2 separate regions of the Mus musculus genome follow, and region 1 is linked to region 2. Evidence: chromatin contacts called from public HiChIP or PLAC-seq data. All regions are on one chromosome and are shown on one strand. Each heading gives the region's core, a stretch centred on a gene start, on an enhancer-like site or on the middle of the called end of the contact. The rest is flanking DNA. Distances are from core to core; before and after follow the strand shown.

The links. HiChIP or PLAC-seq counts read pairs in DNA pulled down with a chosen protein or histone mark.
Region 1: a contact with region 2 is called in an H3K27ac HiChIP or PLAC-seq map of hepatocytes, with 5 times the contacts expected there. The contact joins two enhancer-like sites. A contact is called at or near these places in 6 of 484 Hi-C or Micro-C datasets (the CH12 cell line, liver, nephron progenitors and 2 more), 5 of 115 datasets of contacts at active chromatin or transcription factors (embryonic stem cells, hepatocytes, kidney and 2 more) and 1 of 9 other capture datasets (liver).

Annotation. Positions count from the first base shown.
Region 1 is chr16:95,727,582-95,733,673 of GRCm38.p6, reverse strand. No RefSeq gene overlaps it. Among named protein-coding and RNA genes, the nearest start is that of Ets2, 28 kb to the right of the region's middle. Within about 2 kb of position 4,578, at least 179 of the 459 cell types and tissues checked have an H3K27ac peak or open chromatin away from gene starts, as enhancers often do. A contact at or near this core is called in the CH12 cell line, hepatocytes and pancreatic cancer cells, where this site is marked.
Region 2 is chr16:95,658,000-95,664,183 of GRCm38.p6, reverse strand. Gm31845 (a long non-coding RNA gene) reads left to right here. Exons shown (of 3, transcript XR_385090.2): 3 at 1-84. Among named protein-coding and RNA genes, the nearest start is that of Gm31845, 7.1 kb to the left of the region's middle. Within about 2 kb of position 4,468, at least 68 of the 459 cell types and tissues checked have an H3K27ac peak or open chromatin away from gene starts, as enhancers often do. A contact at or near this core is called in the CH12 cell line, hepatocytes and pancreatic cancer cells, where this site is marked.

The sequences.
Region 1 (6,092 bases), core at 3,329-5,828, 69 kb before region 2:
TGAAATGTCACCAACTCTGGGTCCTCAGAGCTCCATGCTGTCTCTGTTGCTTTATCTTCTTCTCAGAAACAGAGCAGGAGACCTGCCCAACAGACTCAGGTGGGCAATGCCATAAGCCTGAAGGTCTCATCAGAAGTGCCCACTGCTGCATGCTCCCCAGAGTCTAATGCACCTCTGCTGGCATGCTTGTGCCCATGAGGTGAGTGGAACACAACTTCTGTTCCATTCCAATCGCTCAGGACCTGAGACAGCATTAGGGAAGCACCCTGGGCGCAGAGTCGGCGGACCGCCCCCCCCCCCCCAAGGATGGCTAGGCCCTGGTCAATGGCTGCCCGAGCATTGGCAGACAGTCAGTGGGAGGGTAGGAATAAGGGTGTGGACAGTTGACACCATCTCTTAGTTGATCCTCACTGGGCTCAGATGACATCACTTCAAGCCCTCTCAAGATCTGAGCGTTGCATCCTTCCCCACCATTGCTGCCTTTGGGGTACCTGTGTTTGAGGAAATGGATGAATCTATCAGTTAAAGGGAACTCTGGCATCCATCAAACAGCAGTAGCAAGACAGGAGTTAAACCAGGATCAAGCAGGTGGCCTATGGGTATGTGAGCCCCTACTAGGAGGGATGATTCAAACCTGTGGGCCACCTGGGTGGACACCAGAGTCCTCAATCCACCATCCTCTCCCTGGGACCCTGGTTCCTCTGGACTCTGTCAGTTTCTTGAGAAGCAATAGGAACACGGGTCCCTGGTCAGGTTGGATTTGGGCTCTTCAGAGCCAGCTCCAGCTGTCCTCTCTGCTCCAACGTTAGGCTCACCCCCATACACACCATGGATGGACACTGTGACAGTTAGTGTTAACTGTCAATTTGATGAGACCCAGGATCACCTAGGAGATGAGCCTGTGGATATGCCTGTAAGGATGATCTTGAATGTGTTCACTGATTTGTATCCATCTTAATTGTGGCTGAGGCCATTTCCTGAGGGGATCCTGGAGTGTGTCAATGAGTAACACTGTAAGCTGGTTACATGAGTTTAGTTCTCAGCTGTGGATATAGCAGGGCCAGCTCATTCAGGCTTCTGCTGCCTTTCCTTCTGCACTGTGAAGGATTGTGCCCTTGAACCATGGCCAGAATAAGCCCTTTCTCCCTTAAGTTGCTTTGGTCAGAGCATTTTACCACAGCAAAGGGGAAGTAACTAAGACAGACAAAGATGGGACCAGTTGTCCAGAGCTTTCCCTCAGGGCAGAGATGCCCTTCCTGCCCTAGTCCCTGCAGATGTGGGGAGTCTGCAGTTTCCTTCAAGGCCCCTTTGATCATTTGCTTGTGAACTCTTCCTTCTTGTATATTCTAGCTGAGTTGCATGTCTAGGATTTCTGTCAACATTGCTATTTTTACCCAAACCACGCATTATTCTCCCCTTACTCTTTGATGCTTTTATGATGTATTTTGCAACACCAGTTGGGAAAGTAGGGGAGACTGGCCATGCCTTTCTGTTGTTTTCCCAGAATGCCTTCACAGTCCTTCAGGGAGGACCTCTGAGATGTTTGTTAAGGGAAACCAGAGACCTGTTGCTATCTACAGTGAATTGGAACTTTCCTGGCTCCTGCCCTTCCTCTTGTGTTCTGATTCCTTTCTGTAGACACTCTGGAGGGCAGAACACTTCTTGCTAAGCTCCCTCCTCCTCCCCCCCTTTTCCTCCTCCCCCTCCCCCCCTCCTCCTCCTCCTTTTCCTCCTTTTTCTCCTTCTCCTCATCCTCCTCCTCCTTCTCCTCCTCCTTCTCCTCCTCCTTCTCCTCCTCCTCCTTCTCCTCCTCCTCCTCCTCCTCCTTCTCCTCCTTCTCCTCCTCCTTCTCCTCCTCCTCCTCCTCCTCCTTCTCCTCTTTCTCTTCCTCCTTTTCCTTTTCTTCTTCCTCCTCCTCCTCCTCTTCTTTCTCCTCCTCCTCTTCCTTCTCAGCTGTACAACCCTGGCCCAATGGTCATCAGTATCATCACCCACAGATATTCTGGGATACAGGAGAGACAGTTGCTGTGGGAAAATGCCTGAGCCATCACCACTCACAGGATCACTCACAGTCACTCTAAGAGCACAGAAGAGACATTTTATGGCCACAGGCCTCCTAAATTCAGAGGCTCCACATCTCTGCTTCCTTTAACTGGAACTCTCCAGACCAGCCACCTGCTCAGAACCCTGTAGAATATTCCATCTCTAAGGCAAGCAGGTACCTAGTTACCAGGGCCAGCCCTCTCTTGGGCTGAAAGACAGGAGGACAGCCAGTGTCCCTAGCTGTGTTCCTCTTAAGACACAGTTACCAGCAGCACGGTCCTTGGAGTATACTGGGAATGTGGAAACAGCTCAGTGCAGGGGACACAGTCATTCCCAGGCACCGTCCACCCAAACTCTAGCAGGCCCTAGCAGGGGTGTTCTCTGTCAGACTCGGCTCACCCAAGGCTGGTGAGGCAGCAAAGCTCATTCTTAGTGAAGTCCCCTCTGATCCTCCTGTGAGGGTCACAGGGATGACTCCTTTTGGGGGATTCCTCTGCCCATGTTTGCCTAATGTTTAGATATATCTGAGTTGCTAATGCTGTATTGTTTCCTATTTACCAGTTGTCTATGTCCTCTTAAAAAAAATATTCTACCATTCTTGATGCTAGAGAGATGGCTTAGGAGCTAAGACCGTGCACTGCCTTTGCAGAGGACCTGGGTTCTGTTCCCAGAACCCACACAGCATCTCTAAGTCATGTGTAACTCCAGGGGACTCGAGTTGCTCTTCTTTCCAGGGCACTAGGCATACACATGGTATACATGCATGCATGCAGGTAAAACATAAAATTAATCTTAAAATAAAAACTGTTCTTTTTATCTGGCCCTTCCTCTCCTCCTTCTCCCTCCCTTCCAGTCTACCTTCTCCTCCCCCCTTCTCTCCCCCTCCTTTCCCCTTCCCTCTCTTCCCCCTCCTCACCCTCCTCTTCCTTCCCCCAGTCCTATTTGTTCCCTTTCCTTGCCCTCTCCTCTCCTCCATCCCCCCTTCCTTTTCTTCCCTCTCCCTGCCTTCCCCTCCCCCCTTTCCCCTCCCTCCCCCCTCTCCCCCTCCCTCCTCCTTTTTCTCCTCCTTTTCTTCCTTCCCTGTGCTAGTTTGGGACCCAGAGGCTTGCACAAGCTCAGATAAGTGCTCTACCACTAGGCTGCATTTCAATCCTCTCTTCATTTGAGCATTTGATCTGATTTTACTTTGTCTCTACCCTTGGCGATATAAATCTCACCCCTTGTTTACTCTTTATAGTAAGAGCCTCTCTCTGTGTCTGTAATATTTTTAACGCTTAAGATAGTTCCAAGAGCACAGATACCACTCAGGGTACTGAAGCTATCATGAATCTGATCAGTGTTGAGGACATGAGTTGAAGAACCCTCTCAGATTTCTCTCAGAGTCGTCCATTCACTTCCAGCCCTAGAACCTCAAGGTGGGGCTGGGTTCAGAGACAGCAGAGACTTTACAGAGGCACCTGGATTAGGATTAGGTCTCCGTGGTGCACTAAGGTAGGCTGCTGTTATCTTATGAACAGGAGAATGTGGACACAGGAGCACCACTTTCCTGTGCAGCAAGTGGAGGCTGGGGTGAAGAGCCAGGCAGGGTAGATGATGCACGGACGCCGTGTCTATGTCCACACAGCAGGGAAGGAGCTGGGGGTGGATGATGCTTATTTTCCCAAAAGGAACAAAACTGGTGACATCCTCACGTCACACAACAGCTTGCAGAGCAATAATAAAATAAATGCTGCCAATGTGTGGCCCTGGATGCCAGCCCCACGGAGTTAATGCTTACAAGATGTGGGAGGGTGGACTAAAAGAAACAGCTAATGTGAAAGCAGCAGGGTGTTTTCTCATGTGTGTGCATGTGTGTGCATTTGGTGTGTGCTCACATGTATATATCATGTGCACGTTCCAAGGACTGAAGTCTTAGCTCCCATACACATCAGGCATAGCAAGTCAGGAGCTACACTGATGGATCAGGATCCAGCCCCTCTGGTGCAGGAGTTTTATCTCTCTAAGCCTCAATTCCCACATCTGCAAAATGGGAGTAGTAAAACCAACCTCTCAAGGAATAAATGGAATGGCAGATGAAAGTGAACTTTGAAAATGGTGCTGGCTGTTGCAGCCATTAATTATGTGCTTACTTTATGATATGGACAGCCGCATCCAACCCCAAAGTGGGTGGTATTTCTCAGCACCAGGTTCATGTGAAGGTGACCACAGCCAACATGTAGTTCTTTTCTATTCAGAGTCCAAGTCTCATGTGCTTTTTTTTTTAGCCTCCGTGTTCTGTCTTCCAGCCAGCCTGCCTCTCTCTGGTCCACTGGACTGCACGAACCCGTGCTTCTGATGTGCTGTGCCACGTGATCACATGCTGAACCCTGGCTCTACATCTGAAGAGATTAGAGTTGGACACATGGAGACAGCTTGTGGGAACTGGCTTTGGCAATCCTGAACCATTGTGCCACCTGAACATGGCTTCGGGAGACAGGGAGGGGACAGTTACTCATAGCGCCTAGAACAAAAACCATGTCAGTTCCAGTTGCAACGATGTCATCACACCAGCTATGCCCAAAAATGGACTTTCCCAAGTGTCATATTTCAGGCAGGACTCACATGACTGAGCTCCGCCCAAGAGTTACAACATGCTTTCATAACCGGGGGTTTCCCCGGCTAAGCTTTTGGGTCTCACCCTTCTGTATTGCTCTGAGAGAGCTGACAGATCAGCATCTGGCCCAGATGAAGAGATCTGAAGGTCATGGGTAATTTGAAATGCAAACCAAGGGCTGTGGATAGAGGAACTGGGAGCCTGAAGGAGCCCTAGTGTGACATCTGCAGTAGTGTTGATGATTCCTTTTTAAAAATAACAACTGTTGTGTTAGAGAGAGAGAGAGAGAGAGAGAGAGAGAGAGAGAGAGAGAGAGAGAGAGAGAGAGAAGCCAGGCATGTTTGGTGGATGAGTGGTATGGTACAGGGGAAGGGGGTGCCTCTGAGTGCCCATGCTGAGGCATCCCTTCCCCCTGAGGGACCAGCCACAGGATGAGTATAGTATATAATAGAGCTTATTTGGGGCATGAGGAGGGGAGTTGGGGGAGGGAGGGAGGGAGGGAGGGAGGGAGGGAGGGAGGGAAGGAGGGAGGGAGGGAAGGAGGGAGGGAGAGAGAGAGACAGAAGAAGAAGGAGGGTGAGGAAGAGGAGGAGGAGGAAGAGGAGGAAGAGGAGAAGGAGAAGGAGAAGAAGAAGAGGGGAAGAGAGGAGAGGAGAGGAGGGGAGGGGAAGGGAGGGGAGGGGAGGGGAGGGGAGGGGAGGGGAGGGGAGAGGAGAGGAAAGGAGAGGAGTGGAGTGGAGAGGAGAGGAGAGGAGAGGAGAGGCTAGCCATGAGGAGTGGAGAGAGTGGGGAGAGAAGGAACAGAGGAAGAAGAGGGTAAGAGAGCAAGAGAAGAAGAAAGAAGAGAGTGAGGAGGGGCCAAGCAGCCCCTTTTATAGTGAGTCAGGCACACCTGGCTGTTGCCAGGTAACTGTGGGGTGGAGCCTAGAAGGAATGCCATCACCAATAAATAACATTTTATTTTAAAAATTATACAGTATATTTTGATCATATATTTTCCCCTTGTTTAAATTCTTCTCAGATCCTTCCTACTTCCATCCCTTCCCAACTGCATGTTCTTTGCGTCTCTCAAGGCAAAAACAAAACCCAAAAACTGAAAATTAAAACATAAACCTAAAAAAAAAAAGTCAATAGGACAAAAAAAAATGTCCAAACAAAACAAAACAATAGTGTGCCGGACCCCTTCCCCCAAACAAAACTTCTGGAGTTGGTTTTGTGTTAGCTAACTACTCCTGGGCATGGGACCTGCCTTGGAGTGTGGTATTCCCAGGGATAGCCATTTGAGACAATGGATTTTTCCTTCTACCAGAAAGTATCCATTGCAAATAGTTTCTTAGTTAGGGGTGATACTTTGTGTCCACTTCCCTTCCTCCATGCTGAGATTTTGTCTGGTTTGAACCTGTGCAGGTCTTGGTATGCTACTGTAGTCTCTGTGAGTTATTATTATTATTATTAT
Region 2 (6,184 bases), core at 3,219-5,718:
TCACTGCATACCCATCATCAGCTTCGGTTGGTGGTCCAGAGAATACACATTGAGTGACTTCCCTTCATTTTGAAGGTGGTAATACACATGGAGTGACCCATGATTCTGGCCACATATGTGGCAGAAGATGGCCTTGTTGGTCATCAGTGAGAGGAGAAGCCCTCGGGCCTGAGGGTGTTCAATATCCCAGTGTAGGTTGGGAGGATGGGAATGGGAGTGGGGGGGCACCCTCATACAGGCAGGGGGAGGGGAGATGGGATAGGGAATTTCCAAAGGGGAGACCTGGAAAGGGGAAAACATTGGAAATGTAAATAAAGAAAATATTCAAGGGGGGGGGGGAAGAAAGTCAATCATAATCTCACCACATTGAGACAATCACTGTTACTATTTCAGTATATTTTCCTCCAGGCTTTTTGAAAATAAGACATTATAACTCATGTTATATATCAAAAAAAAAATGCAGGGAAGTTTGGCTGTTGGCTTCTCTCTAATAGTTACCGAGGTAAACTCTGAAAATGTTAGAATAATGGTTTTCCTTCTTTGGGGAAAACAACTCCAACTTAGTTCACTTGTTGTGAATAAGACAGACCCTTCGACTCGGGACAAATGAATGGGCAGACTCAAGGATGGACAGGAAGGTGTGGCTGGCGAACTCAATCAGAAATCAGTGTCATAGGACACAGAGAATAAGAGGCAGAGAATAGAAGACCAGAGAGGCCAGTGAAGGGACAGCCTTCAGGTAGACTCCCAGGAGGGGAGAAAAGGGCAGGGAAGGCAAAACCTTTGACGCAATCCAGGAGACTGACAGAGTCACCGAGGAAGCAGGCTTGCAGGTGGAAGGGCCCAGTGCACTGGATACAACCGGATCTCACACACAAGATCCTAAAGCTTCCAGGAAGAAGGAAATGAGAGCTATGAAGACTTGCAGTGTGGGTTTGCCAGCCGTGTGGACCCACGAGATGGAGGTACTGACTGGAGACAAATGGTTTCTATTCTTACAGAAATGGCCAGTCCACCCTCAAGGCTGGATCAGACATATTCAGGAAACTGGGGCAGAGATTAGAGGAGACAAGGTAGAGGAATATTCTGCAGGGAGAGGATTGTTCTGGAAAACAGCCCTAGGGAAAAGAGGCAGAAACAGAACCAGCTATGTCACGGAAGTCACAGAAGTCATGGAAGTCACGGAAGTCACGTAAACCAATCATCCATTTTAGTCAACAGGCCCTCCTGTGGAGAAGGAAGGAGGGGGAGGGAGGGATAATGAGGAAGGGCTGGAGGGGTGGGGAGAGAGAGCAGCAGGTAGCCTTGGTACCTTGACTGATCCTTCCTCAGGAGGTCACCTTTGCAGTCTTAAGAGATTTTGCTGAAGTAGATAGAGCTGGCTCTGCCCCTAGAGCCCTCTTATTGGTTCCTGAGTATGCTTGACCATCATGGCCAGAACTAGGCTCAACAGTGCGACTCTAGGGGACACTCAACATCCAAACCATAGCTGTTTGGTAAATGTTTGGAAGGTCAGCCAGTGTAAATTCACCATATGAGCAAAAGAAAAATAAGATGATATTTTTAGTAGACGGAGGGAAAGCACTTTATAAAACTCAGCACTTATTCAGGAGAAAGTCTCAGTACGGAGGGTGAACAGCACCCGTCATGGCTTGCCAGGGGATGCTCGCCGGAAACTCAGGACAACTCTCATGCCTGGTGGTGAAGGGACACCCATGCCCACATTCTCAGCAACTCCATCACTAAGTAGACACCAGCAGGAGAGAGCGTCTGTGTTTACCAGAGGACTACCCAGCAGCATGACTGATGGCAGCAACCATCCATCAGCAGTGGAGTGGGTTTGTGAAAACGTGATTTCACCTGATAAGGTTACCATGTTTCCATGACCATGAGCGGCTCTCAGAATGGCTCGAAGTGAAGCAGAAACACAAGAAAATGTGTGCTAGGAATCCACTTTCACAGATTTTAGAAAATAAAAAAAACGTTAGCTGTAAGCTGCTGTGTTCAGAAAGCGCCGTGTAGGCGGGGAAAACTCAAGACCAGGAAGATGGAAGGCGTGGCATTCATCAAGCAGCAGGTTTCTGGTTTATAAAGTTGTTTTGCAATAAAAGTAGTTACAAAGAATGTATTTGTCTTGGTTCACATTTCTATTGCTTCCATGAAACACCAGGACCAAAGCCACTTGGGGAGGAGAGGGCTTATCTGGCTTATGCTTCCGCATCCCTGAAGGAAGGAAATCAGAACGGGAGGTCAAACAGGACAGGAACCTGGAGACAGGAGCTGACGCAGAGGTCGCGCAGGGGAACTGCTGACTTGTGACTTGCTGCTCCTTGTCACTTGCTCACCTGCCTTCTTGTAGGATCCAGGACCACCAGCCCGGGGATGACCCCACCCACAATGAGCTGGTCCCTCTCCCATCAATCAGTAATTAAGAAAATGCCGTGCAGGGTTGCCTACAGCAACCTTAAGGAGGCATTTTCTCTATCAGGGTTCTGTTCTCTCAAAATGACTCTATGTGTCGGGTTGACATGGAAGTTAGCCAGCACAACATTCTAATTGTGTCAAACCATAGTTTTTGGATCCTGGGGACATTTAAGAGTTTGAGGACAGGGAGCAGGCTTAGATAACCTCAGCAAGTGTCTAAGGTTTATACCTCCTCCCTCCCTCCCTCCCTCCTTTTCTCCCTCCCTTCCTTTTTCCCTCCTTCCCTCCTCCCACCCTTTCTCCTTCCTTCCCCCTCTCCCTCCCTCTTCCCTGTCCCCCTCCTTACCTCCTCCCTCTCTGTGTCCTCCTTCCTTTTCCCCTCCCTCCCTAGCCAGTGAGTTAACACAGCTATATCAGGCCATCCTCCTGCCTCTGCCCCCTGTCCCCCCCATGTGCTAGGATTACAGTTGTGCGCCATCATGGCAGCCCAGTGTTTCTGTTTTTATAATGACAAATGCAAAGGTTCCAGTCCCCAGGGTTAGAAGGCAGAGGGTCTGTGCTCCTTGAGTCACAGCCAGCACACAGCCGTGGACTGTGGCAGGTTTGCACAGAGGCCATGCTTGCTTGGGGTTTTATTGTGCATAGGAGCAGATGCCAGGGGCTGCTCTGCTCTGCTGGTGGTGGCGAGAGCCTGCCAAGCTCACAGTGATGGCAGAAGCTGCGGGCTGAGCTGTCCTCTACTCTAGGGTTGCCATTGTCTGATTGCAGTAGCAAGGATGCTTGTGTGTGGTCCTGCCTAGGTCAAGCCGTCTGCACTCACAGGTATCTGGCATCTCCTCAGCCCTGTGGTGGGTAACGAGCTATCACTCATATCAGTCACTGTGAGCAGGGGAAGATGAGCAGTGTTGGGCCCACCTGAGGGGTGAGACTCTCTTCTATCAGTGGTTCCCAATTGCTGGTCTAAGTAATTCCTGGGGCCTCAAGAGCCTCTAACAGCAATGGAATATTGTCTTACACCAGGGTGTCATTTTTCTTTACACATGCATTTATTGCATTAAAAAAAGACCTTTCCATCCCTCGGGTTATGTTGCAGCTCCTGCTGTCCTTGCTTTTCCTGCCATGCAGAGCCGTGATGCCTTCTGAGCACCTACAATATCTTTCTAGAAGCTCAGAGACAGACATGAGGGAGATTAGGTCATTCCTGTTCCCACAGACCTAACTTTCTTATCAAGGGGAAAGCACAATAAATCAGATCCGTGGAGTGGTCGTATGGTGGCGTAAATAAGCCAGGTAAGGCCAGAGGGGCCTGCTCCTGGAGAGACAGTATAGGCACACGAATGCCTAGTGCCCAATGGCTTCCCCCAGGGGTGCTAAGAACATTTGCAAACACCTCCATCCACACAGCAGAAGAGGGACCCGTGCAGCAGCAGGAAGAAGGCAGCTGTGGGGAGGTCTTGCTGGATGAGAAGATGGAAGAAGATTGGCTACACAGCTCTGTCCTCATACTGCCACGGGTGTGCCCCACTCCACGTGCACACACAAGCGTAATATACACGATACTTTAAATATCATCATTCCAAAAGGCCGTCCTTAAACATACTAGAGCTACAATCAGTGCTCGAAGAGATTGGGGTATCCAAACGAGACAGAGACAGCCTAGGGGACATCATCAAAATGCTCTAAAACTACAGGTGGGGCTCAAAAGAATTATCGGACACTTTTTAAAAGTGATAATTTTGTAGGCAAAAATAGTATAATTCTAAGTTTTAGGCTTTTAGCATGTGTTTTAAAAATCTGAACAAAACACCAACCGATGAAATATTTTGTTTTTTAGCCCTGAGGTCCTATACTGTATGTCACAGTAATCTCCAGGTGACACCAACTTAGGGTGTTGCATGCAGAGGCGAGGACAGGGTCTGCCTGCCCCCAAACACTATCCAGGAAACAGAGGCATTTTAATTTTGCCCCAGAACAACTAAGAACGGATCACTCAGCTCCAGCCCTTCCTGGCAGAGGCTTCTCCGATTGCATAATCATCACCGGGCGCCCGCCTCGCGCTCGACGCGATTTCCGCATTCATTTTACAAGCCATAGCTTGTCTCCTAACGTAAAGCACGTTGGATTGTAAACCCAAGCAAGGGAACGGAATGTTCTCTGGGCTCAGAAACCCGACGCATTTACCCTCTCTGTGTTCAATGCTATAGAACGTGTCTAAACAAATTTAGCCCAGTCTCCCTGTTAGAACAAGTAAATGATAAGCTAAGAATCGTGTTAAAAGGACTTAGAATCAAGGGGGTTGGAGGGAGAGACAGAGAGACAGAGAGAGAGAGAGAGACAGAGAGAGAGAGAGACAGAGAGAGAGAGACAGAGAGACAGAGAGACAGAGACAGAGCAGAGGAGGTTCAGACCAGAACGAAAGGCGGAAGATCTGTGTGTTGTGAGACACTTCACTTTTAATAAAACCAACCTCCCTTTTCTCTGATGTCATAGTTACAGCAATACAGGCAAAGACTGGTTCCATCACCTGAGAGGTAGTGGACTGCTTGCAGGTCCTAGGCCTGCTGTCCCGTGGCTCAGCTCATTGTCCCTCCTTAATGCTCCTCACTTGGAAGACAGCCATGTTTACAGTCCTGCCATGAACAGCAGCAAACTCAGTTCACTTCCCCAGAGATAGAAATAGCAGACCTGTGGCTAGGCCTGTGTGTGAGCCCTGGGTGTGGTCGGTTGTCCAGGTAGTCAAGGCCTCTGTGAAACGGCACCCCCTGCTGGTGAGGCAGGGAATTGCCCAGGCACCTCAGAACATGAGAGGGCTTGGAGATCTAAATTCTTTACAGAGGTAATTAGGACAAGGAGAGGCTATCAGGAGCAGGCCCTAGTGCAAGAAGACCATGCCTTGATGAAGAGACTTCAGGACACAGACACATGCGGAAGGTAGCTCCCTAAGGGGGAAAGCTGCCATGTGTTGAACAAAGAGAGGCCCTTACTCACCCCTGTGCTAACTTAGAGAGAAATGGGTTACAGCAAGTTACACTGAGTAGAATCAAACCCTAGGCCAAGGATTGAGAACCGGAAAGTGTGGTTGGGGAATGAGAGGCTGCCAATTGTCTATGAAGAGAGATTATTTATTCTGGTCCCTCATGGTGAGTCAGGAGAGAGTCAGGGAAGGCGCTGTCCCCTAAGCGATGGGCCCACGATCTGCTGACATCACCCAGTTAAAGACATTTTTGTTTATTTTATTTTAAAATTTGTAGCCAAACAAGTGTTTCAAAGGTCCCAAGGGTGTTCCACTGTAAGCATCAAGGTGGGCCTGGAACCTGAGACTTATGAAGTAGTATTTGATTCAGTCTGAAGCATTACCAACAAGGAGACCTGCTGGGCATGCTGGGAGGCATAGACCTGTCACACCAGCACTTGGGAAGTGAAGGTACGGGGGTGGGGTGGTGGGAGTCAGGAACTCAGGGTCATCTTCAGCTACACAGTGAATGTGAAGCCATCTTGGGATACTTGAGACCCTGTCTCAGATGATAGACAGTCAGAAACACTGATGACTAAGGTATTGTTTCTCTGCATAGAATTTACCAAGCAGTCTGTGTAGTGTTCTTCCACCACCCCCCCGCCCCCATATATGTATATATAAAGCTTTGAGCACACATTTGTCCTTGGCATCGGAATGGTACTCTTTCTGAGGTTTGGCTCGGTCTCCAACATTTGTCTCTTTTGTACTTACAAAAAGGTTTATTTTTATTTTATGTGTATGAAA